2 separate regions of the Mus musculus genome follow, and region 2 is linked to region 1. Evidence: chromatin contacts called from public HiChIP or PLAC-seq data. All regions are on one chromosome and are shown on one strand. The core of a region is the stretch at or near the end of the contact, and the rest is flanking DNA. Distances in the headings are between cores, read along the strand shown.

Evidence for each region. HiChIP or PLAC-seq counts read pairs in DNA pulled down with a chosen protein or histone mark.
Region 2: an H3K4me3 HiChIP or PLAC-seq map of embryonic stem cells shows a contact between it and region 1, with 2.5 times the contacts expected there. The contact joins the enhancer-like site here to the promoter of Ier2 in region 1. A contact is called at or near these places in 1 of 39 promoter capture datasets (the 3T3-L1 cell line), 1 of 15 datasets of contacts at CTCF or cohesin (the NIH/3T3 cell line) and 5 of 115 datasets of contacts at active chromatin or transcription factors (embryonic stem cells, forebrain and stem cell-derived neural progenitor cells).

The regions. Positions count from the first base shown.
Region 1 is chr8:84,661,395-84,664,528 of GRCm38.p6, forward strand. It overlaps Ier2 (immediate early response 2), which reads right to left and starts at 1,458. Exons shown (of 1, transcript NM_010499.4): 1 at 1-1,458. The coding sequence starts at 1,357. The coding sequence ends at 692.
Region 2 is chr8:84,355,460-84,358,481 of GRCm38.p6, forward strand. It overlaps a transcript of Cacna1a not described here. Among named protein-coding and RNA genes, the nearest start is that of Gm23626, 24 kb to the right of the region's middle. Within about 2 kb of position 1,277, at least 42 of the 459 cell types and tissues checked have an H3K27ac peak or open chromatin away from gene starts, as enhancers often do. A contact at or near this core is called in embryonic stem cells, where this site is marked.

The DNA of each region.
Region 1 (3,134 bases), core at 208-2,707:
TAAACAACCCACCGTGGGAAAAGTAAACAGACTTTCTTAAACACGCTGGTAAAAAAAAAATTTTCTTTCCTGCCCGAAGAAGCTGTGTCTACGGCAGCAACTACGACCAGCGGCCCACCCGTCCCGCGGTGGTCCACGCCAGGCGATCATCTAGGTTGACCAGTCCCGGGGTCTCCAGCCACTTCAACTCTGATCGCAGATTTGATTGGTTCAGTTCAGGCTCACCCACAGCAGCCTGTGGGGGCGAGGTGACTCAAGTCACTTCCCAGTCCCTAGGGCGGGTCCACACCCTGGCCTCCTCCCAGGCCCCACACCCACGCAAGGCAACAGGAAGCACCCGCGTCTGTCCCATGACGCAACTCTGACCGCTTGCACAAGCGTGCCCACTTGTAGGGGCCGAAACGCGAATGGTAGTGAAACGGCCTTGAAAGGGCAGCCTGGCCCCTAGAGAGTTCGACCCTGAGATTCAAGATCTAGGTGTCCCTTCTCCAAGCCAAGGAAGGGACAGTCCTTTAATAGCACCTATGGACGCACGTCTGGGAGAAGGCGCCCGCGCCCCTCGCTCCTCAGTCCTTCCCCTGGCCTCTCGGCAGCTCGGGCCGCGGCTCTTCTTCACGGCCCCCGCCGGCCTTCGCCTCGGGTGTGCGTTCTCCGCTCCGGTGGCGCCGCTCGAAAGAAGCCACCAGAGCTCTCAGAAGGCCACCACAGCTCGCACCAGCACGTTGAGCATATTGTCGGCCGGGCGGCAGGCTGGCTTGGCCTCGCACGTGGGGGGCGTCGGCGGGGGCACGGCGGGTCCACAGTTCAGGAGACTGGAGAAGCGCCTTTGGAGGACGCGGGCGAGGTTAGGGAAGGCACCTTCGCTTTGTGCCGGAGGAAGCTGCAGGCGATCGGGAACCTCCGACGTCGCCTCCCCCTCCACCTCTTCTAGACGGGCCTTCTTGCTTGGTACCAGTCCGGCATCACTACCGTCGCTCAAATCGCTGCTGCTCCGGCGCTTGCGGCTGACTCTAGCGGGGGGCGGGTCACAGAGCGCAGGGGTCTCCTGGACTCGCAGCACTTCCTCTTGCGTATCCATGGGCTCCGGAGGCTGCACGGCTTCGGGGGACGCTACTTCCACTGCAACTTCGGCTTCCCGCGGCGGGTGCAGGCGAGGGTCAAGAGCCCTGCGGGATGGCGGGAACTCGGGCTGGTGGGCTTCTACCTTGGCTGAGAGGTAGACCTCTCGAGCGCTGCGCATAACGAGGGACAGCTGCAGACTCCGGTGGAGTCGCAAGCCACCTCGCTGCATGCGAGAGTGGTACATCTTCCATACCGACAGAGTCATGATGCGCTGCGCTTCTTTCTGTACTTCCATGCTTGTTCGACGAGAGTAGTTAAGTCGAGAATGGGTTAAGACGGGCGGTGCAGCCCAGACGACAAGCTTACAGCAGCAGGTACTCTGCTAGACGTTCGGGCGAGGGCAGCAAGCCGGAGCCTTTTAATATACTGAGAGTGACGTCACTGCAACACCACGCCCAACCAGAGGGCCTCATCCGGGCTTTCCACAGTGGCTAGCGAGTCCTTAAAGCAATAGGGATAAATTTACGCCTCGAAGGAAAAAGGACTTAACTACTGCAAGGAAGAACTTCCCCACTGCACCTTAAGACACTAGGTTCTGGGTTCTCAGAGTCACCAACGGGCCAGAGGATGAGGCCCACCAACGAGACGGATAGTGGGCGGTAATCTGACTGCAGTGGGGAAAACCCGGGACCGGGGTACATTCCCCGAGGGCACCGTTCATCTTGCCTACCAGCCTGCTAATTAATATTTTTTGAACAGTAAAAACGCTGCTACTTATTAAGCAGTTACTACACGCCAGTTACTACAGTGTTGAACTTTCTCTTTTTATTCAATGTCTCTGATCTCTCACCTCCACTCCATAGAAGATACAGTTTTCCAGGTGAGAAATAGGCAGCCACCTGACCAATATTTACTAAACGAATGATTATATGATTATACTATGGCGAAAGGATCAACTAAAGCCTGCAGCCCTTCTATCTCCACCTTTCTGGACATGGGTGGAAAGTGGGCACGGACACTGTACCCCGTAACCACAGATATCCACCACCTCACGACTGCTCTTTACTTTCAGCGTTAAAGATCTCCCAGTTTTCCGCAACCCAGTGGCATGGAAGTCCCAATGTCCATAGGGCCTGCGATCTTCCCTTGTCAATAGAGCAGTTTTCTGCCTTCATGCCCTCGTGAACGGAATTACTCCAAGAAAGACAGATATCTGGGTCGAGATGGCACAGTGGGTGGAGCCACTTGTTGCCAAGCCTAACGAACTCAGTTCGATTCCCGGTCCCACCGGTCCCACGCCGTACAAGAGAACAGACTTCTATACGATGTCTCACACACACACACACACACACACACACACACACACACACACACACACACACACACACACACACACACAGTAACAAAGAAAAGAAAAAAAGAAGTCGGTTCCACTTTGCATCACTTCCCAAGAAAAACTTGCTTCTAGTTGCAGAAGGGAGAAAAATTCAAATAACCCCTTTCATTTGCTGTGCAGGCCCTTTAAGAAACACCCCCTGCCAGCGGGCAGACTTCCCGCCACTGCAGCCGGCCGACTTCCCTGGCTAAATTTGGATGTAATGACGTAGGTTGGCGCCGCGAACCACTTCCGGATGCCCATATAAGAACAAGGGCAGCCGGTCTTAGCCCGAGGAGAGGGCTTCCGGGGCGGGGCCCCTTCCATCGGCGAGCACGCCCCTCCAATCCAGCCCTCAGGAGCCTAACTAAGTGTTGTCTCGGGTCGTTCGAGTCTGTTTGGTGCTACAGTTCTTTGGACAGTCTGCACGGCGTCCCGGAGAGAACTCGATGTTTCCTTCTCTCATGCTCTCACACGCTGCGGCACCGTCATGCGGGATGAGTCCGGGTGGAGTGAGATTCGCACCCTGTGGAGTTACGGAAAAACATCTTCGAAACCCTCCTGCACTCACATATGTAGAGGACAAAGTACTCAGTTCTTGGGCTGTTCTTTCTTCCCGTCTTCCTGGGGAAACTACCCGTGTACTCAGTGTTGGCGGCACGTCCCTTTACCTGCTGAGCCACCTTGCTGGCCTTTT
Region 2 (3,022 bases), core at 27-2,526, 310 kb before region 1:
CCTCGCACTGTCCAGGCTCAGGTAGAAGATTGTGAGTTTCAGCCTAGCCTTGGCAGCAAGGTGAGACAGCCTCAAAAATTAGTAAAATAGGGACTGGAGAAATGACTCCGTGGCTAAAGGCTCTGGCTGCTCCTGCAGAGGACTGGAGTTCACACCACACCCACATAGTGGTTAACAATGGGCAGGATCCCATTTCAGGGGATCCAGCACCATCTTCTTACCTCCCAGGGTGTGTACACAGACAATGCACAGACTGCATGGAAAAACACTCGTGCACATAAAAAAACAGCAAAATCGGAAAGGTATAGGATGGCTCTGTGGGTAAAGGCCACTGCTACCAAGCCTGATAGCTTGAGCTCAGTCTCTGGAGCCCAAGGATGGAGGGAGAGAACTGATGCCTACAGCATTGTCCTCTGATCAGTACAGATGGCCCACGGCACACCCATACACCCATCACACACACACAGACACAGACACACACACACAATTTAAATAACAACAAGAAGAAAATAAAGGGCTAGGGGGATAGCTTAGTATATTGGGACCTGAGTTCAATCCCTAGGGTGTGTGTGTCATGTCGGGGGTGGGGGTGGGGGTGGGGACAGAGGCCAGGCATGGTGGTACAAGCTAGAATCATGATGCTGGGGAGGCAGAGACAGGCAGACTAGACTAGGCTCACTGGTCAGCTAGCATAGTCTACTCTATTCCAGGCCAGTGAGAGACTCTGTCTAAAAAACTAAGGTGGTAGCCCCTGAGGAATAGCACCTAATGTTGATCTCTGGCTTCCGCATACATATATGCACATACCAGTGCCCCATGCACACTGCAAACACATGAATATAATAAATAAAACATCGAGACAAAGAAACTAACAGACAGGCTCTCGGTGTGCTTTCTAACTACACAGGAAGCAGATCAGGACCAGCCTCTTGGTCCAGTGCAACTGAGTTTGAACTTGCCATCAGGGATCTGAAGTCCACTGGACGCAGGTCCAGAGCACAGAAAGCAAGGGCTTTAGAGGGTCCACTTTGCAGAAGGGAGCATCTAGATGTGAGAAAGCACCCCTCCCCCACCCCTCCCCACCCCACCCCAGTTCGATCTGGAGCTAGGTAGTTCTATTGCTTAGCATCAGCCACACCCTTGCGCCCTTTCAACCCATGGCCTGTGTTGCCCGGCAACTGCTAGAAGTGTCTTTCCTGCCCCCCAGTTGCCAAGGGAATACTCAATCCTGGCAGCCGGGCCTGGGGCGCTGAACTTCCGGGCGCAGGGTGGGGTGGCCTCTGCTGTTCACACCTGCTCGCGCACAGCCCTGGCCTCCCCTCAGTTTCTCTCACTCTGCTCTCCTTGTCTCCTCTCTCCCTCCAGTTTCCTCTCCTGGGATATCTGAGCGAGGCCCATGGATGCCGAGGGCCTCTTGGGGCTCTGACCCCATGCTTTCTCCCCTCAGTCATGAGCTCCTGCACAGCCCAAGGTACCCAGGCACGGACTGCACCCTGGCAGGCTCATCCAGGACTCTGCATGTCCCGTGGTCACAGCAGATGAGCGGAAGCCTCGAGGGGCCAACTCTGAAACGGCGTGGTGGCGTGGTGGACCACCGGGATGTCATCTTGGCCCACCAGGCGCACAAAATGCACAGCACCCCTCAGGCCAGAAGGAAAGAGTGGGAGTGAGTATTCACGGGGCAGGCTGTAAGGGAGCTGTGCGGGGCTTGTGGGCCAGCCAAGCCTGAACTGGCAAGCTTCAGGGGATAGAATGCGCTGATATGGTGTGGGTGACTCCAGTTGTCCCTTGACAGTCCATCAACCCTCTGCCTTAAGGTTGCCTGGAATACTCTGAACCGGCTTTGTAAAAGACCCGGATCCCTTGTGCGCAGTGGAGCCAGAAAGGACTGGCAGAGGGGACAAGTGCTTTCTCTGGGGACTTGGGTAGGGTGCGGGGAGGTGGGGCATGTTGGGAAAGGCTGGGAAATTCTGCCTTCAGAGGTACTCTGGCCCAGCTGTGAGGGAACGAGCTACGCTGATAGCTAATGGGAAGTGGTTTGGAGAAAGGTTCAACTACAAACAATCCCTTTGCCACTGCATCTCTAAGCGGATTGCTAGGGCTTAATAACATTTTATTTCAAAGGTGTAAAGCTGGGGTGGTTTCCTGGGCTGACACTGATGGCTGTGATGTACCCATGAGTAACAGCAGGAGCCGCTGATGCTAGCAAGACAGGAACCAGTTTAAGTCCCTCAGTCTTCATACCCTGCCATCCCAGGGAGGCTGCGTGTGTGTGGTCACCCTGCTTATCTGCAGCTGCCACTGTTCCTGGAGAAGGGGAAGCCTGTGGGTGCTGATGGGCGGGAACGAATGCAAGGTGGGCCTGAGCACGTCTGGTAGGCTGGATGTGAAGCAGGCCTACTTGAAGTGCCCTCTGAGGTAGTTCCTAAGGTTATGGCTGGATGTGAAGCAGGCCTACTTGACGTGCCCTCTGAGGTAGTTCCTAAGGTTATGGCGACACCTGGTGGTATGTCTGAGCATCTATGGGCGGCGGCAAACTGACCCGCGTTCCTCACCCTTAGGTGTTGCCATGTATCCGGCTTTCCTCCCATGCATGTGTCCACCTGTTCACTCAGTATGTCTACCCATGCATCAGTTACCCCAACCATATGTCTTCCCACGTTCGCCTACTTTGCCTCTCCCTCCTCCACCCACACACTCACTGTCCAACCCATCCAATCCGTCCTTCACTAGTAACCAAAGCACCTAGATTGTGCCTCTCCAGGGCTTCTCCCCACCCTTCCTCTTCGGTCTCTCCGCATTCATGCTCTTCTTGCTTTTTTTTCTCAGAAGCAATGAGACCTTTAAAAGGTTGCAATGAGTATTCGCACAGACTTTCAGCAAGAAGATTCCCCGCCGCTCCCCCCCCCCCCCCCCCCCCCGCCTTTTGGAGACAGGGTTTCTCCGTGTAGTCCTGGCTGTCCTAGAACTTTCTTTGTAGACCAGGCTGGCCTCAAACTCACAGAGATCCTCCTGCTTCTGT